Linked DNA regions of Mus musculus: regions 1, 2 and 3 are each linked to region 4. A link is a contact called in public promoter capture Hi-C and targeted proximity ligation data. All regions are on one chromosome and are shown on one strand. The core of a region is the stretch at or near the end of the contact, and the rest is flanking DNA. Distances in the headings are between cores, read along the strand shown. Region 1 holds the start of Tbc1d12 (TBC1D12: TBC1 domain family, member 12). Region 2 holds the start of Cpeb3 (cytoplasmic polyadenylation element binding protein 3). Region 3 has its middle 22 kb from the start of Gm32294. Region 4 holds the start of Cep55 (centrosomal protein 55).

Region 1 (5,051 bases), core at 573-3,072, 780 kb after region 4:
GTGTAAATGAGGCTGGCCTTGAAATCAGAAACCTGCCTATATCACCTGAGTGCTGACATTAAAGTCGTGCACTACCACCACCTAGTCAAGTTGTCTTTTAAAATATTGAATTACAATTTTTTTCTTGAGATAAAAGTTTGCTGTGTAGCTCATGCTATCCTCAGATTTGCTATGTAGCCCAGGCTGGTCTTGAACTTGAGATTCTCTTTTGCTTCACCCTAGAGAGTTCTGTAATTACAGATGCTTTCTACCACACTGGCTTATTTCTGTATGTATTCTGGGTACTGTCCCTGTAACTAATACAGGATCTATCTACTCTCTCTCTCTCTCTCTCTCTCTCTCTCTTTCTGGTTTATACACATTCTTTGGTTTTTCCTTTTGAAAGATGTTTTGTGTATGTATGTTCAGGTGTGTGTGTTCCTATGTATGAGGTAAGTATACACTCATATTTAGGGAGGAGAGAGTTCAACTCAGCTGTTACTCCTTTGGGACTGCCCATCTTATTGTCTGAGACATGACCTCTTAATAAGATCTAAGGCCAGCTGCCTTAGCCAGGCCGGTTACCAGAGCATCCCAGGGACTGCCTCTCCAATGTTAGCTGTACAAGGGCATTCTACAAAGTGGCTTTTTATGTGAGTGCTGCGATACAGGAAAGGTCCTCATGCTTGCATGACAACGTGACCAACTGAGCTATCTTCCACCTTTCAAAAGATCTTGATAATAAACGCTTTTACTGCTTTGTTTTGCTAAGTATTCCATTCTATTTCTATACTTGCTTTCAGAGGCATTTGTAGAATGAATGGTCTCTAGTTACTGCATTATCCTACTACAACAATGTCTATTTGGGCCTTTTACAACAACTTCATCTCTTCTGAAATACCAACACTATTGGGTCTCTGCCCTATGCTCATTCTTCTATGGAGGTAGAGTCACTTGATATCCCCCGACCCCCTTTGTGGCTTACATAAATGGCCCCTTCGACCAAACCAGAACTTTAACCCAAGTTTATAACTCTCACTATGTTAGTTAATTCCAATGTCTTTCCCCAATCCAGTTTCCTGTTTCTTCACACCACAGCAATCTCATAGCCTTGTTATTCCTGGCTGCTCTCCTATCACTCCTGTGGCTAGTTATTATGTCTTGCGATTCACACATTAAATACATTTTATTTCCACTAAACGGTCATTATATCTTAATCCATTACCACAGGTTGCTGCAGTTATTTTTTTTAATATTTATTTATTATATGTAAGTACACTGTAGCTGTCTTCAGACACTCTAGAAGAGAGCATCAGATTTCGTTACAGATGGTTGTGAGCCAGCATGTGGTTGCTGGGATTTGAACTCAGGACCTTTGAAAGAGCAGTCGGCAATCTTAACCACTGAGCCAAACAGTCCTTCTCGCCCTGGCTCCATTTCATTTCCGTACCCAGGTGACACGACAACCAACAACCAACGTGTTAAAAAGTGTTAGGAGATCAGACTTTGGTAAACATGGAAGACTAAGTGGAAAAGATAGGTAAGGGGCTGTCATGTGGACAACGAAGCCCTGAACGGTTCCAGGAGTTCTTCACTGCTGTTAGAGAAGGTAAAAACTGTCAAGACAGGAGCACTTAAACTAACTTCCTTAGTTTCCTCTCACAAACAAATCGCCGTCAAGTGATATGGTTTATGCGAAGTGAGCCTTGCCCTCCCTTAGGCTAAGCACTGTCACCCGGGTGGAGGATCTCAGATTGTCCTCCCGGGTCGCTCTAGCTGCCGTCTCTATGGTTCGGGGACGCGCCGGGTCGCGGGCAGGCCCGGCCCCGCTGGTGCGCGTGCGCGATCCCAGCGCGTGCCCGGCCTCCGGCAACTGCCCCGGCCGCCGGGTGGGAGGGGTGGGTCCGGGGACGTCGCGGCGGCCGTGGCCGCGAACCCTGCACGCAGGGCAGTCCTCCTCCGCCGCCTCAGATGATGGGTCCCGAGGATGCCGGAGCCTGCTCGGGAAGGAACGCCGAGCTGCTCCCAGTCCCGGGGCCCATGGGTCAGGACGGGAAGACCGTCCCGGCCACCAGCGGCTTTAGCGGAGGCGCTGTCGCCGCGGAGCCGCCGGAGGAGGCTGGAGAGGAGGAGGCGCCGCCGCCGCGGCAGCTCCTGCAGCGGTACCTCGCGGCGGCCGCGGGCCCGCTGAAGCCCGGGCTCGGCGGGGCGGAGGCGGAGGCGGAGGAGGCGGCGGCGGCAGCAGTCCCCGCGGCGCGCGGCTCAGGCATGACCAACGGAGACTCGGGCTTTTTGCTGCGCCAGGACCGTCGCGGCCCAGAGGAGGCACGTCGCCGCCGAACCTGCGGCCGTCCCTGCCTGCTGGAGCCCGCGGACGAGGGCGTGGACGGTGCGGGTGGCCTGGACGACTGGGCCGCGCCGCTCGAGGACCCGCTGCGGAGCTGCTGCCTGGCGGCCGGGGACACGGACGACCCGGACCCCGCAGCCGCCACCCCTGCCGGGAGGGCCGTCGAGAGCGCGGAGCCCAGCCTCGGCCTCCCCGACGCCCGCTTCGGCTCTCGGAACACGTTCGAGGTGAGCCGCCGTCAGAGCGCCGGCGACCTCCTGCCCTCAGCGGGGCCGTCCGCACCCTTGCCAGCGGCAGAGCAGGGTCCCGGGGGCACCACGGCTCGGGCTCGACGGAGCGGTGGCTTCGCGGATTTCTTCGCCAGGTATCACACTGGCCGCGCGAGGGGCTTGGGCGGGGCCGGGAACGGGCTGCCTTCCAGCGTACGGAACAGGAACGTCGGGACTCAGCTTTGATCTGTCGCTAGGGTAGGGGGACCGGATGGCTTTGTGAGCTCCGGGCCTGGAGCCAGGATTGGTGTTACTCCGTCCCCAGGAAGCGTTGTGCTTCCAGGTCTGACCAGCCTCCCAATACTACACATTCAGTTTCTTCATCTGGAACATCAGATAACCACTGCCCTATTATTTTTTTGTAATTGTATTACTAGGATTTGGACTGGGCGGGCGGCAGTGTGTGGTGTAGAAGTCTGTGAAGTTTATTTGCTTGGAGTCTAAGCCCGTTCCATTAGTTTGGGGATTCGAGGTTTTTTTTTAAAAAAAAAAATAATTTAACTGCACACTTATTTTGTGTTAATGTGTGTGCGCACATGTATCCTTGCGTGGAGATCAAACAATCTTTGGGCTCTTCCTCTCCCATTCTCTGGATAGGGGGGATTCAACTCAAGTCAAGTCTAGTGGAAAATGTCTTTGCTATTTTGCGGGCTTAGTTTGGGGATTCTTAAATTCAGAAATGATTTTTTTTTTCTTTTTCTTTTTTGATTTTTGTCGGCTGATCTCGAACTCACAGAGATCCGCTTGTTTCTGTTTCCCAAGTGCTGACATTAAAGGCATATGCCGCCATGCTGGGCTCAGAAATGATATTTTTTTCATAGTATTTGTTTCCGTTGCTTTTACTAAAGCTCATTCCTTGTCGGGAGTACACACTTTTAATGCCGGTACTCCTATAGAAGGATGAGGCAGGAAGATTGCCATGAGTTCAGGGGCAGCCTGGACTACACAGCTATTAGTAGATCTACTAGCAGACCAGCCAGGGTTACATAGCACGATCTTGTTTCTAAACAAAGCGAAACAGAACGAAACTGGCAGTTTAGTGCTTAGAATAAGATCCCAGTCTTTTAGCTCAGATTACTATAGCTCTCTAGGAAATTAGGAAATCCTCTTCTACTTATCTCAGATAGGCTTTATCTCTCTTCATGAACTTCCCTACCCCCAACCCCCAACCCCCATTGTTAATTGAACTCAGGGACACAAGGCAAGTAGCCTACCTATGGAGTTACATCCTCAGCAACATCATGTGGTCTCTCCTCTCTCTCTCTCTTCTCTCTCTCTCTCTCTCTCTCTCTCTCTCTCTCTCTCTCTCTCTCTCTGTGTGTGTGTGTGTGTGTGTGTTGGGGGTGAGGTTTGACTCACTTTTATGTGAGTTTTTATGTTTGGGAGCATGTATTTTATGGGTATGGATTGCTGGAACACTGTAATTACCTGGAGAGACTTCATTCTCCCTCATATCCCATCAAGAAGGGCCTGCTATGTAGTTGAAGCTGGCCTTCAAACCCCCTCCTACCCTACCTCAGTTGGGATTTTCCTCAGCCCCTCTACATTGCTGGGGTAACTTTAATTTTTAGTGATGTTTTATCTGTGATTTAACATTCTTGAAAGTTATATTATGATGCTGGACTTTGCAGATTCCAGATGGAGGCTCTTCTGGCTTCATAGGGATAGGGAAGTGGTGGCAGAACACTGCACATTCCTGAAAAGCAAGTGTCTTGTCAGGTAGATTTTGACTCTGGGTTGTTGTTGGTGGTGGTTTATTGCGTGGCAAATCAAATATCTCCAACTTGTAAACTCTTATCTCTCACAGTTTTTCCTGTTTTTATTCATTTCAGAGATTTTAAACTATAACCTGAAGCAATAGAAACGCTTTCTTTTAATACAGCATCATTGTAGCCCGGGTGCACCTTGACTTGCCCAAGTGGATGACCGAGATGGCCCTTGACCTTTCTCTTACTACCCTCTAGGATTGGAGGCTTTGACAAAACAAGTTGGTGTTGACAAACAAGTCTGGTGTATACCGTGCTGGGAATCAAACCCAGAACCTCATGCACATCAGGCTGAGCCACAGTCCCAGCTGTCCCCAGGATTTCTGGTTTAGAAAGTTACACAGTTGTGTGCCTATTTGTACACAATGAGGTACATTTTATATTGTAGTAGGTCTTTTTTTAAAAAGATTTATTTATTTATTATATGTAAATACACTGAAGCTGTTTTCAGACACTCCAGAAGAGGGTGTCAGATCTTGTTACAGATGGTTGTGAGCCACCATCCCACCGTGGTTGCTGGGATTTGAACTCAGAACCTCTGGAAGAGCAGTCAGTGCTCTTAACTACTGAGCCATCTCTCCAACCTGTAGTAGGTCTTTCTTATTTGTCTTTCTATTTTAGTATTTCCTACTTGTATAAATTTATAGTTTCTTAAATCAAGAACAGAAAAATCCTAATTTTATATTAGAT
Region 2 (5,004 bases), core at 1,366-3,865, 850 kb before region 4:
ATACGCACACTAGAAGCAGGCTTACATAGCACACGAAGCAAAAAAAAAAAAAGTTAAATATTACACACTCTGCTTAATCTACTCATTTTCCTTCCAAAGGTTGGCAGCCTATTTCTCTTTTCATGAGAAGGAATATTAATTATAGTATCCTAAAATATTTCATGAAACCATGCTTCTAGAGGCTTGTCTTAGTCAGGGTTTCTATTCCTGCACAAACATCATGACCAAGAAGCAAGTTGGGGAGGAAAGGGTTTATTTGGCTTACACTTCCATACTGCTGTTCATCACCAAAGGAAGTCAGGACTGGAACTCAAGCAGGTTAGAAAGAAAGAGCTGATGCAGAGGCCATGGAGGGATATTTTTTACTGGCTTGCTCAGCCTGCTCTCTTATAGAACCAAGACTACCAGCACAGAGATGGTCCTACCCACAAGGGGCCTTTCCCCTTTAATCACTAATTGAGAAAATGCCTGACAGTTATATCTCATGGAGGCATTTCCTCAACTGAAGCTCCTTTGTCTGTGATAACTCCAGCTGTGTCAAATTGACACAAAACTAGCCAGTACAAGGCTCTAGATACAAAGTACTTGTAACCTAAGCATAAAGACCCAAATTCCAGCCCCTAGTACTCACACAAAGGCCAGGTGTACCTGTGGCATCTACAATCCTAGCCCCAGGGAGGACAAGGGTAGGCAGATCTCTGGCCAGCTGGTTTAGGTAACCAACAAGCTCTGGGTTCTTTGAGAAACCCAGTCTGGAGAACAATAAATGAATCTACCCAAAGCTGACCTTAGACTTCTGCCCACATACGTGTACCCCCACAAAAAATAATAAAAGTAGCCTTGTTTGTTGGTACAAGCCTTTAAGCACAGGAGACAGAGGGAGGCAAAGTTCTGAGTTCAAGCTCAGCCTAGTGTACCTAGTGAATTCCAGGGCTGCACGGTGAGAACGTGTCTCAAAATAAATAAACAAACATAAAAATGCATATTTCAGAAATTGGAGGTCGAATAAATTTATGTATTTTATTTATATATCCTGACCATGGACGCACTAGTACAAAAATAGATTTACACAGGTAAGAGCTGATTGTAAAAAAAAAAAAAAAAAAAAAAAAAAAAACAAACTACCTTAAGCAATAATTTTGAAAGCCTTTCGGTTCTGGGTGTGGTGGGCCATGCCTATATAATTCCAGATATGGGGAGCTCTAGATAGGAGGATCTCCAAGTCCAGTCATCCCTGTGTTGCAGATACATAGTCCTTGCCAAGGAAAAACTCAAACAAACAAAAGTAGCTTTGATGGTTACTGTTGTGGGATAGGGTCTCTCTCTGTAACCCGAACTGATTTTGAATTTGTGAAGACCCTCCCAGATCTGCTGGCCATGCCTATGCAGCTTTTTGTTTGTCCTTTTGAGACAGAGTCAAACTAATTAGAGTTAGAGGTTGACCTTGAACTCCTAATCCTTCTGCCTCCTCCTCTCCTGTGCTGGGGTTACGGGATTGGACGCCTACCATATCCTTGATTAATTGATTGATTGATTATTTATTTATTTATTTATTTAGCCTAGGCTACTCTGGAATTCATTATACAGACCAGGTAATCCTTCTGTCTCAGTCTTCCAAGTCTGGAATTATAGGCCTGAGAAACCACTCCAGGCTCAAATTTAAAGAAACATTTTCATTTAAAGAAATAGCAAACGTTTTGTAGAAGTTTAAAAAAAAAAAACAAAAAACCAAAAAACCGTAGGCACAACCAACGGAAAACTAGCAAAACATCCCACCAATCACAGCGCTAAACAATGCCACAGGTCGTCCAAATTACGCATCGGTTTAAGTCAACAACAGCTCGTTTCCCCCCTCCAAAGCTATCCCTTCCGGCGTCAGAGAAGACAGAGGCGTGATTTGTCACTTCTTCCCTTTTTGATCCCTCGGCCGGGATCCACCTGCTTAGAAGTGTCAAGGAGCCTTAGGAATGGTTAACGGTGACCAGCTGCGGAAAGAAACAAACACTCCTGACAACCCACAGCTGAGCAAGCAAGGGCTGTTTATTCAGCAGCGTGTCCCCTTTGGAGGCTGCCCGCAAGCCCTCGAAGGCTGGGCGACAGCACCAGAACCGAGAAGGTTCCTGGACAGGCAAAGTGGTTGCTCGCGTCCCACCCCCCATGCTCTCCTATGTCCCCAACACACACACAGAGGCGCCGGTGCGAACAGTCGGGTTACCCACACGCCCCTCCAGAGCAGCCCCGCACTAAGCCACTTGTCCCTCCCCGAAGATGGGCTCTGACGCGGCCGAGGCTGACCCGAGCGCCCGGCCTCGCGCCGCCGCGGCCCGGCGTACTTGACCCGGCCCAGAAACTGGCCCTCCACGCCGCCACCCCTCACCTGGCTCTGTCCCACCTGAGCGCGAGAGCTGAGGGGACAAGACGCGGAGAAGGGGCGCTGACCTTGTTGCTACTGACAGCGGAGCGCCACATGCTGCCGCTTCCCGGACAGCGGCCCGAAGGACATTTTTTTTTCCCCCTGGAGGAAGGAAACGGGAGGGCGCCGGCCCGGCGGCGGCGGGCACGGCGGCGGGGGTCCCGGCGGGCTGTGCAGCCTCTAGCGGGGACGGTCCGAGGACTACATCTCCCAGGCTGCTCCGAGCCGCCCCTGCGTCGTGACCCCGGCGCGCACGGAGGCGGCGACTCTTACCTCACAGAGGTAGCTCCTCCGCCGGCAGCAGCTCGGCGCCCCGGCGGTCCATGGACCGGAACCCTGGGCGGACCGGCAGGAACCCGGGCCGCGACCGCCGCCTCCCGGCCCCAGGCTCCTCCTCCTCACTCCCCGCCGCCCTCTGCGGTCGCCCGCCGGCCGCGCAGCGCCACCGCGGGCCTCTGGGAGCCACGCCGGGAGGCTGTGTGGCGGGTCCGCGGCCGCCGCGGGACTGAGGCCTACTCCGCCGCCTCTCAGTGCTATTGTCCCGGGGCCTGGCCCTGAGCGGGGCTGCGGGCGAGGGCCGAGCTCGCCGGCTCCGCGGAAGATGCCGGACCAAGCCCTTCAACAGATGCTGGACAGGTAGGAGCAACGTGGGGCCGGGAACTGCCGGCCTTCGTCCTGGGCCTGCCCATGCTGGCCTCGAGGCCCCGAGAGCGGGGATCCTGGCGTCCGCCGAGAGTTCCACGGCCCGGAGGCCGGGAAAAGGGCTCTGAGTTTGGAGGTGGCACTGGGGAGAAGAGCGGGCGAGAGGTCAGGGTCGTAGACTTTGAAACTTAGTTAAAGGAGGGAGGTCTACTTTGGCCGCCAGCCTGTTTGGGTTTTTTTTTTTTGGTTGTTGTTTTGTTTTGTTTTTTGAGGTGAAGAGGCGCTATTGTTAACCCATAGTATTAGTTTCTATTTCTCCCCCTCCTCCCCGGACAATGTAGTAAAGGGGTTGACAGCGACGCCACTGGGAAGTACCCGATTGTCATTCTGGAGACTGGTCCCTTGCACTTTCACAATGCAAGGATAGGCATTCCTTCTTTTAAAGCCTGGGTTTCGTTTCTCTTTCCAACTCCCCCACCACCCTCCCCCAATCCCATCCCTACCCCCAAACCGTAAGGTCAGAATATCCACAAGGGAGCCTTAACGGTCGGTCACACTAGAGTAGAGGTTATGGAAAACAGCCACAAGCATGCAACATTGAACACGTAGCACACTTGACGATCGCTAAGTTCCCAGACACGTTTGGGCTTGTACTGGGACCAGTTGCCCATTCCTGGGGTCTCCAGCCACTAAAACTCTTTGAGAAAGTCTACAGCACTGCCCTCTGCCGTTTAAATTCCAGCCAGTGAGTTTTTGGAAACTAAATTAAATCCACCTTTTCACCAAGGCAGCTGCTTGCTGTTCTGACCAATTGGTCGATCTAATTCATAATGTTTGAGGTTGCTTGCAACTCTAAATAGACTAACTGGCCACCCACTTCAGCAGGTGATGCTCTCAATGCACTTAAGATTCAGCTTTGAAACTTATTAAATGAAGGCCCTCTCTTGATTGAGGTTATAGCCATTAACTACTGGGGCTGGGAGGTGGGCATCAAAGATCCATCAGGGAAGGCAAGAAGTTACACCCTCATATTTTATGACAGGATTTAGCCTAAATCTCTGGTACTTAGCAGCTATTCTGCTACAACTAATGAACTTGTCCGTTTCTCCAGTTGTCTAGAAGTCTGGTCACTTCTCAAGTTTTCCTTTCATTATAATTTATCATACTTGACTAGATGTGTCATACTAAGTATGCCCAGAGAGATTACTGCCTGCCACATCGATTCCAGTTATATGAGACGCAATCCTTGTATTGCGTAGTTAATCATTTGCTCTGATGACATCCCACTTTCACTTTTCCGTGACGACACTTAGAAAAATTCTTCTGTCTAGATGTTGTCTTGGCTTTTCATGTATTCTTCAGAGGTTTTCATAAAAGCCAGTGAGTGCTCATGAAACATTTACAGAAACTTGGGAATTCTGGCTATCCTTTTTAGAATGTACATAACTTAGTCGTTTCCTCTCCCATCACCCTAGCTCACCTCCATCCTCTACCTACCGTTTTCTTCCCAAGTCCTTTCCCATTCCGAGTCCCATCACCCCCTCGTTTCTGTGTGTGTGTGTGCGTGTGTGTGTGTGTGTGTGTGTTCCATTAAATTTAATTAGGATTGTTTGCATAAGCATGGGTCCAGGTTATTTACAAGAGCATGGGCGTGTTATTAGCACAACACTAAATTTACTCCCTCCTCCTCTAGTAGCAGTATCCAAAGTTCAGGGTAGGCCTGGAGTTTTGAGTCCCTCCTCTATCCCTGATGCAATAGTGTGTAGATCTTACACAGATAACCACAGGTACGGTAGGTGTGTAAGCACAAGGCCAGAAGACCAAATGCACAGCGCTCCTCGTCTCACAACTCTTACATTCTTTCTGCCCCCATCCAACTGTTCCTGCCTCTGCCATACTCTGTTTATCCAGTGCCATGCATGCTAGATAAACACTGGTACAACTGAACC
Region 3 (4,563 bases), core at 232-2,731, 540 kb before region 4:
TGTGATAAAACACTCTGACCAAAACCAACTTGGGTAGCAAAGTGTTAATTTGGCTTCTAGTTTGAGGTCACAGTCCACTACTGAAGGATGACAGGGCAGGAACAAGAAGTGTTTTACTGTTTCACACAGCAAAATCTATGATCTGAGAACTCACATCCAAGTAGGTACATCAGAAACCATGTAAGAATGGTGCTTGGTGGTCTGCTCAGGCATTGGCTCAGCCAGCTTCCTTATACAGCCCAGGACCACCTACCTAGGGAATGGTACTGCCTACAGTGGGCTGGGACTTTCTGCATCAACTGACGATCAAGACAACCCCCTCACTCAACAGACCAATCTGCTCTGTGCAATCCTTCAGTTGAGACTTTCTTCTCAGGGGATGCTAGGTTATATTAAGTTGACAGTTAAAGCTAACTAGGATACCTGGCCATCAAACTTTTAAAGTCTTTGGGGGATCCTACTCGTATTTAGGCCAATGTATCCATTAATGACAGTAAAAATCGTCTCAATACTTGTAAGGAAGATCTATACTTTAAAACATATATTAAATTGATAATTGTCTATTCTCTCTGTCCATGCATTTAAAAAAATCATTGAATGCATTCATTACCTGGGCCATTGAGATAGCTCAGTGAGTAAAAGTGCATGCTGTACAAGCTTAAAGACACAAGTTCAAATCCCACATCCTGTGGTAGAGGAATTAAACTGACTTCTGACTTCTGCATGAACACCATGGCACCTGCAAGCCAGAACACACACACACACACACACACACACACACACACACACACACACACACACACACACAGATGCACAGAGGCACACTGATAAATAAAATTAAAAATAAATTTAATGAATATGTACTATAGGCCATACATGGGATTAGGCTCTGGGCATACCAAGATGAATTGAAGCTTATGATGTCTGAGGATTATTCTAGAAGGTTTTACAAAGTCCTCTCATTCAGCTATTGTGCAGGTGGAACAGCAGTTTAGTGGGGTGATAATGAGAGAAAGCATTGTAAAACGGAGGCATTTCAGAGTTTACTTAATATAGCATTTACAGACAGTCCTGAGTAAAATCTTACAGAAAAGGTGCGAGTCCACTTAAGAGTGATAGGAAGTGAAACGCACTTCCCCCAAATCTTATTCATAAGGCTTTTTAAATTAAACAATTAGCATTTGTTTGTTTGTTTTACTTTTTAAAAGAAGGTCTCATTCTGTCACCCAGGTTGACCTCCTGAACGCTGGAATTACAGGTGTGCACCACTAACTAGGCTTGGCACTGAGCCTAGAATTTATATTTTCCATCTCTGCTGCTTCTGCCCTCTGTGACCAGTCCAGGCCGCGAGGATTTTTCTCATATCACTGCACAACTGCCTTTCATTTCCGCCCAGAAGCAACCCCAGCACACCAGAGCCCCATGGAGTGAAACACTGCGTCTTACTTGTGAGCCAGGGCTCCAGCAGAGCAGAAAGCATGACTAACATCTTCTCCACCGCTACATTTAGTAAAACTATATGCAGAATCTACACTGTAACCAAGTAGGGGGTGTGGCATCCTTCTATCCTAAGATACTTTTAAATAGGTTTCCCCTTCTTCCTCTCTCATGGTGACCACACAAGCCTGGCACCTACCCAGGATGCATTTTAAATCAGTGAGTCATTAGGCTATGTTAGGAGGGCTAACCTTATGCAAAGCTGCTCCCGCCAACGAAACAGAAAGGCTTCCAGGACCACTATTCATTTCAAGGAGAGAGTAAACACTTTAGCCAGGGCAGTGCCCTAGTTCAGCAGATTTTTCTTTATGTCCGAGTGCAGTGTGCTGGCAATGAAGAGCAATTGAGAAGTCATAACCAAGAAGATGATTGTGCAGGGCCCTCAGGGTCCCCTGTAAAGTTCTGCTGGTGACCTGAGAGTCACTGCTTGACCACATAGCCAAATATTTGTATTAGGTGTTCCTGTGTTTAACACACTAATTAGAAAGATGGCATTCTTTGACTGCCCGCCCCCCCCAAATCATTTGACTCCTAATCTCTTTCTAGAAACGGCTGCTGGATAAATGGGACTAAGAGTGTGCTTTCTGAAGAGAGACTTTACTGTGTTGCAATAAATCCAGGGGCTGGGGACATTAATGCACCTGAAGTGCTCTTAATGTGTGGGGATCATCCTTCAGGCCCTGTTGCAGAGAACTTTACCTTGAGGGTCATAAATCCTTTGATAAATGACCCTAATGGGAAAAGCTTCATCAAAGGAAACATGGACTCTAAACATAGGTAAATGTATTGGCCAGAATGGAGGCTTCAAGACAGGTGGGGAGACCTTGACACTGTGGGGGATAAACTCACAGCATTTATTTCTGGTGAGGCTGAACGACTGGCTCTGAGAGGTGGTATCCAGGGGAAAATAAGACACCAGTGGGACTCCCCCCTCCCAGGCCCTAAAGCAATGCATTTCTCTTTCTCTTTTCCGTTTATAATCCAGGATGTGGTAGGGACTGCAGGAATAGAAAGCTCCTATCAAAGTGAGTTCTGAGGGCTGGTGAGGAAACTCGGTTTGTAAAGGACTTTCATTGCATGCACAAAGCTGGGATTTTGATTCCCAGTACCGTGTAAACTGGCCATGGTAGCCCGTAATCCAAGCAGATGGGGCAGAAGGAAGATCAGGAGCTTAAATCATCCTTGGCTATACAGTGAGTTTGAGGCCAGCTTGGGCTACATGAGACGGCATAGTCTGAGCCAAGTACAGTCTGAGAACTCCATCGTGGTAATACCAAGAAATTGAAATAAAACAAACACTTTCTAGCGCTACCAAATCCTACCCGGATCTTTGGTAGTGACGACTGAGGCAGGGGAGTGAGTGGGCTCAGAAACTGTATTTTATTTTTAAAATATTATCTAGAACTTAAAAATATTTATTATAATTCATTTCATTTAAAAGTATTATGTACTGTGTTTTAAAATAGTAACAATAAGATTATTACATGTTAACACAGATATAAATAAAATAGATAATAATATAATATAAAATAGATATATTTTCCAAAATAACAATTTGTGAGAATAATGCTTTTTATATGTTTTTGCTAGTATCTTTAGTATCCATCCTAACAGACAACAGGTGGCCCCTCTTGTTGGCACTGCATTGAACCGTTGGTGATAGGCTGTTTTGGTAGGAAGTCCACTCCCAGACAAATACAAAGTTAGAAAAAAATGGATTTTTTTTTAGATCTATCTGTCTATCTATCTATCTATCTATCTATCTATCTATCTATCTACCTACCTATCTATTTTTATGTGCATCAATGTTTTGCTTGTACGTATGTCTATGTGAGCTGTATAAGATAGCCTGGAACTGGAGCTACAGACAGTTGTGAGCTGCCATGTGGGTGCTGGGAATTGAACTCGGATCCTCTGGAAGACCGGATAGTGCCCCTAACCACTGAGCCATTTCTCCAGCCCAAAGAATGTAGTGTTAATGGCATTTTCAGGCTGTTGTGATCTGGGTGGGGGGGAGGACATTTTTATCAAAGTTGGGTAATAGCAGCTTCAGATGGGACAACGGCATTGTGGGACCTGAAATCATAGCACTGGAATGATTCTAATACCCCATTAAAATGTATGCACTTTCCCGAAATCTATATTTTTAGGACTGGCTACTTATTACAGCACTTACATAGAGCAGGGCTGCTTAAACTTTTTCCAAGTGTCCAGTGGAAGGGATGGATGGTTACTAAGTATTGAAGCCACCATGGACTTCCTGGGGTGACAGGAGTGGCTCATCTCAGTTCTCCATTGTCTGCCTTCTTTTGCAATCTACCTTTTCAGCTTTCTCCCATACCTCATCTCTGCCTCCAGTATCTTCTCTCCTTGGCTTTCATAATTAGATGCTATTCCTGTCCAATCACGGCCCCTCCCACTCCTTTCTGTTGCTACATATTCTTTCCCCTGGCTTTAACTGTGTCTCTTCCACGGTTTGGACCTTGGACTAATTTCTTTATTTTCTGCCTGGTTTTGCCTGAAACACTGTCACAGTATCAACCTTCACCTTCAGGCTGATAACCCTGCAATCCATATCTCTAGCCCTGACCTCTCGCCTAAGTTCCTGCCTCTTATCTCTGTCTGTCACCGCTGGAGAGTTCTGCCTGGATTTCCCACCACCACACACCCAGAGCTGGCTTCGAAGACTCCTGCCTATGAGGAAGGTGTGTGTGTGTGCCCTGTGCATGTAAGAAAATAGAGCAGCACACCAAACGCCAAGACTCAGAGAGTCCGTGCATGTCTATGTGAGACTTACCCTTACTTCCACTGCAAACAGCAATGCCACATTGTAACTACCTACTAGGTGTCAGACACATCACATCACCGCCTCAATTAATCCTCAAGAAAATCTTGTACTATGGGAATTGTTTGCACTTTTACAGGACAGGAAACTGAGACATGAAGAAATTCAACAGCTTGCCCTATATTACACAAACTACTAAGTGGAGAGACGGTGACTGTCTTTCCCAAAGCTTGTGTGCCTTCCATCACATTCATGACTACCAAAATACTTTTTATTCACAG
Region 4 (4,856 bases), core at 1,406-3,905:
TGGACAGAACAGAGGAAGTTTTCCGTCATGGCAGAATGTTCTATTAGCCATGCAGGTCTATTAGCAGGCAGGGTCCTGTGGACTCATGAAAGGCCCCTTGGAAGCTAGAACTCTTTAGATCACACCAGCCTCCTGGTTTCCAATTAGTAAGTCTAAAAACCATTGACACTGTTTCCTAAGGAGAAAATGAGCTCTCCTGCTAAGATAAAGACATTCCCGTTTTTCTCCTTACATGAATAAAGACGAGTCTTGAATCCTCACCCTAGAATATCCCTGAGTGAACTGTCAGTATCACCTGGACAATGAGATCTCCATGAGATGCTATCGAAACAGCTAGCAGCTTGAAGCTTCACGACTGTGCCTGTCTATAAAGAGCAAACACTGACGTCTAGATCCAACATTGGCTTTTACAAATAATCCAAGCCTCCCAGTGAACCTCCTGGCTATGCCTCTCCCTTACTAGTCCTTATTCATTGCAGCTTCCACAAGAACCAAGGTTCTGGAGGGCAGATGTAGAACTGCAGTGAACTTCCCTACCCTTCCTCTGTGCTCTACTATTTAAGGAACCCTCCCCTGCCCCTGGTGTGTGTGTGTGTGTGTGTGTGTGTGTGTGTGTGTGTGTGTGTGTGTGTGTGTGTGTTGGAGATCGTGCATGCATATAAGATCCTCCTACTTGATTCCAATTTTGCTTCTTATATAGTCTGGGCAGTGAATATTCACATCCTGACTTCATGTTGACAAACTTTCTCCCACCCCTAATCACTCCCATATGACACTTTAACACACAAATAAGAAGAAAGCCAAAACTGCTTCTTGGGAATAAAAACATGCATAATACCCCCATTTCTGCATATTCCATACTGCACTCTCCAGAATTAGCTGCCCACTGAAATTTACCTTTTGTCGAACACCTGCTCATTGAAGTTAGCTAAAAACATAGTCCCTCCCCTTCCTCCCTTGTCTCAGGTTATGAGAGGTCAATTTCCTGGAGTTGATGCTTGCCAGAAAAGCTGACCTCAGCAATAACCAGACATTTTAATTTTAATCAACACAAAAGTGTTGAACTGAACACCTCACGGCTCTACATAAAGAAGGTAAGATGTGCAGAACCAGGACACCAGAACAGGCTGCTCTTTGGAACACGGGGTCACCCAGGCTCCACCTGTTTGGGGCCCACATACCCCAAAAAACACCCACATGCCCTGAAAAACAGGGCAAAAGGGAAAGATGGACATTGAAACGCAAAAGCCTGCTTGCCGCCTTCTAGTGTGCCACCTTGTGGTTAATAAGACTATTCCTTTCTCCATCTGTTTCTCCGTTCATACTTCAGGCGGGAGGACTGTGTAAATAGAGAATTCCAGTATCTTGGATTGCCATCTTCCTGCTTTAAACAAATAAAACAAACTGAAATTCCTTACATGGTTTCTCATCCACTAGATTCAGTAACAAATGGATTTGTTGTCTTTTACTTAACAGTGCCTAACTACATTTGTTAAACTCTAGCCCTCGCAGCCACACTACCAGATGGTTATCTGCATCCTGGTATAGATCAGGAAACTGAGGCTCAAGGAAGTGAAATGTTCTCAAGGCCACACATCTATTAAGAGGCATTCAGGATTTTAACCCTTGTACTACATACATTACCTTCATAGGATGCTTTGCTACTGATTTTTTTCGCTGTAAACTTCTGGTATGCCTAGGCTAAGTCTAAGAACGACACGCCATAAGCAATTGTTTGCTTCAAGTTCTCAAGACGCTAATCAAGACCCTGATGTGACCGATAAAGACCAATAAAGACACATCTGCCTGTAGGGCAGCAATCTGGAATCGCTGCTGGGGCTCACAATCTCGGTTTTCAAACTGGGAGTTTATCAGCTCCCTACAGCTTCGTTCCCCATTGCTCCGCCCCTGAGTTTGACAGGGTAAATGAGTGGCCCGCCCGGAAGACTAGGAGGTTGTGCTCTACCTCACAAAGAGAAATTGGTTCCCAAAGAACATAGACCAGTCAGTCCCAGGCGAGGGTCACAGAGCTTGTCCTATGGATAACAGCAGGGTCCGAACACACAGAGAAAAGCAAGCAGGCCCAGATTGAACTGGTCCTCCGACTCTGTCCTTGGCTCCGCCTCCACCACGCCCACACTCCCGCACACCCACACCCACACCCACACCATCACACCCGCCTCATTTCACACCACGTTTCCACAGACACCCTCTATCTTCACAAGGTCCTTCTCTGACCCGGCCGGCACGGATTGTAGCTCCCGTCAGGCTCTATGTCTTGCTCGCCCTTACCTTCCCCACTCTGCCCCTACCCGTCTGCCCGGCTAGTTTCGATCCCCTCCCTCTGATTCCAGAGCCGGTCTTCGCCCCGCCTGCCGTCGGGTTCCAGACCTTGCCCCGCCCCTCCTCTGGCTCTAGACTCCGCCTTTGCCCCGCCCTCAGGCTCCTGGGCCCTCCCTCTCTCCTCCATCCTCAGATTCCAGCCTTCACTCAGATTGCAGGCCCCGCCCTCTCCCGCCTTTCCTCAGATTGCAGACCCCGCCCTCTCCCGCCCGTCCTCTGATTGCAGACCCCGCCCTTCGCCAAGCCGGCAGTGACGTGACCCGCCCTACAGCCGCGGGATTCAAACTCCCGGAAGCGGTGTCCTGGTTGATAAGTGGTCTGCGGCGGCGACGCGAGCGCTGTGTTTGTCTCAGGTAGTGAGTGGTCCCGGCCTCGGCCGGGGAGGGAGGGGAGGACAGCCGGGGCTCGTTAGCCCCTGGGCAGGACTAGACCTCCCGGGAGGAGCGCTGGTGAGCAGATCACGCCGCAGGACTCCGTCTCCCCTGGCTGGAATCGCTGGAACACATGCTGGCTCCCTGAGAGACCCCGCGCTGCGTTCCTGTCGACCGCCGGCCCGCAGGCCATCCTTTCGGCTCCTTTGAACTTGGCGGTATTATCACTTTCTTAACAGAGAGGTTACCGCGAGGCCAGTGACCTGAGCCAGGTCTCTCAGGTCTCCAGTGCGGTCAGCCTTTGCTTAGCAAGCGCTTCTCTTTGCAGTTTTTTATTTTCCTGCCTCTTTCCTGACCCCTCGTAGATTTGGGAGATTTACTGAACGGAAATGCTTCTTTAGACTCCTGACCAGAATGACTTAGGTCCCTTCAGTCGAGTCAGAGATTTCCAAGCAGCTGCCTTTAAGCTCTTGTATGCCCCCCCCCCCAAAAAAAAATCAAAACACAGTTCTTTTGAACAGTTGTTGATTGAAAAAGAAAATGTTGTGAGCAGATAGTACTGACTGCTAGCTTGTGTATGTATGGTGAGTTCTGTGTCCCATATTAAATTTAAGAGAGCACATCCTGAAGGAGATTCCACTAGGACTGGGTAGGGACGTTCCCGAGTAGAAGAACTTTAAAAAAAAAAAAAAAAGAACTTTATGATCGATTGGAATAGAAAATACTGGGAAAGGAAAGACTAGGTGAGAGCAGGATTGAGATGAGGAGGAGTGTGTGCTGGGTCAGCCTAGACAAGAGTCAAGAACACTAAGTTTTTAGGAATCCTCTCCAAAAGTTAGGATGCAAATGTCCTGAGGGTATTTTCAAACTGTTAAGTCCTCCTTCTGACGTCAGCAGAAGCCCAGGGAGAAACGTTTGTGGTAGCAGGTTCCTAAAACACGTTAACTGTGCATTTGCCTCGGCAGATTGTACTAGCAATTTTACTTGGTATTTGTCAAGATAGTGGGCAAAACCAGGTTGAATGCATTAATACAGATTTCGTTCAAGTTTGTTTATGCAGTTCTATTATTTTTAGGCTGATTTTATACAGGACAACCTCACACTCACCGCCCTAAGTAGATTTTCTTGTAGTGGTAGCTTTTATGACTATTAGTATTAATTACAGTTTAAGAATATGTGAATCTCCTTTTCTTTTGTTGTATTGCTGTTGCCTGCTACACTGTTCTGAAAGCTTCCTAGCATCCGAGACTCTATGTTGTTTCTTCTTCTTTCTGTTGCTTTAGCCAGCTTATATCCAGTCCCGATTAGGTTACCTGGTAAAAAGGCTTTGTAGTAATAGTCTGTGATTTGTTTAAACAGTTTTGTGCAGCTAGGCTGCCTTCAGTCTATGCAAATGAGGCTGGCCGTGAACTCCTGCCCATCCTGCCTCTACTTCCTGAGTGCTAGGATTATTAGCCTGTATCACCATAGCTTTGTAGTAACAGTTGAATGAAGGAAGGTCTTATCTTCCTTTCAATTCCATGATCACCTTGCCTTCATTTTTATCTCAGGACATATGAGAAAAATGGTTTTATTAAATCTCTTAATGGAGAGCTATTTTTTACATTATTTATATATACAGTGTATTTTACTACACATCTGCCTGCCTAGAGTTTGTATTCTACATTTGCTTCTAAACTCTCATCTAGTACTATTAGCAGATGTGAAACTTGGCCTAACTTCATTTGCCCATTCATTTCTTTCACCCCCCCCCAATCTCTGAGAATTACACCTCTTTTTCTATAAATGTCTTGTGTTGGATTTTCTCACTTCTTCCTGCCATACGCTCTAAAACGAATAAGATAGAGTTCTGTAGCCTCCCCCAGCCTTGAAGCAGGCTGATTCAGACTTTGCTGCCACTGAATATGAGGTCACCTGGGGTGTAGCCTTCGACTTAGATGGCTATATTATGTCAACTACAGATGCTCTTCTCTGAGACTCTGCTACCTGCTGAGAGAACCTTGAGACATCCCGGAGACACATCCTATCCTGCATGTCGCCTACTTGTCTTGGCTTCATCATTCTTTTCTCAAAGTCTAAGTCTCTTTCAGCCCCACCCTGCCTTCCAGAAATACCCGGTTCATGTAGGCCTCGGGCGACTTA

The links. Capture Hi-C pulls out chosen DNA fragments and counts their contacts.
Region 1: a promoter capture Hi-C map of adipose tissue shows a contact between it and region 4, with 7 times the contacts expected there. A contact is called at or near these places in 4 of 39 promoter capture datasets (the 3T3-L1 cell line, embryonic stem cells, hippocampal neurons and 1 more), 4 of 484 Hi-C or Micro-C datasets (CD8 T cells, muscle stem cells, natural killer cells and 1 more), 3 of 130 datasets of targeted methods (astrocytes, bone marrow-derived macrophages and pancreatic cancer cells) and 1 of 9 other capture datasets (adipose tissue).
Region 2: a contact with region 4 is called in a promoter capture Hi-C map of adipose tissue, with 2.2 times the contacts expected there. A contact is called at or near these places in 2 of 39 promoter capture datasets (the HPC-7 cell line and pre-B cells) and 1 of 9 other capture datasets (adipose tissue).
Region 3: a contact with region 4 is called in a targeted proximity ligation map of pancreatic cancer cells. A contact is called at or near these places in 6 of 39 promoter capture datasets (the 3T3-L1 cell line, cranial neural crest, hippocampal neurons and 2 more) and 5 of 130 datasets of targeted methods (the NIH/3T3 cell line, bone marrow-derived macrophages, forebrain and 2 more).

What each region holds. Positions count from the first base shown.
Region 1 is chr19:38,834,757-38,839,807 of GRCm38.p6, forward strand. It overlaps Tbc1d12 (TBC1D12: TBC1 domain family, member 12), which reads left to right and starts at 1,823. Exons shown (of 13, transcript NM_145952.4): 1 at 1,823-2,690. The coding sequence starts at 1,951.
Region 2 is chr19:37,204,856-37,209,859 of GRCm38.p6, forward strand. It overlaps Cpeb3 (cytoplasmic polyadenylation element binding protein 3), which reads right to left and starts at 2,616. Exons shown (of 11, transcript NM_001290827.1): 1 at 2,440-2,616. Marchf5 (membrane associated ring-CH-type finger 5) reads left to right here and starts at 2,690. Exons shown (of 6, transcript NM_027314.3): 1 at 2,690-3,049. The coding sequence starts at 3,015.
Region 3 is chr19:37,513,515-37,518,077 of GRCm38.p6, forward strand. No RefSeq gene overlaps it. Among named protein-coding and RNA genes, the nearest start is that of Gm32294, 22 kb to the left of the region's middle.
Region 4 is chr19:38,052,386-38,057,241 of GRCm38.p6, forward strand. It overlaps Cep55 (centrosomal protein 55), which reads left to right and starts at 2,656. Exons shown (of 10, transcript NM_001164362.2): 1 at 2,656-2,932.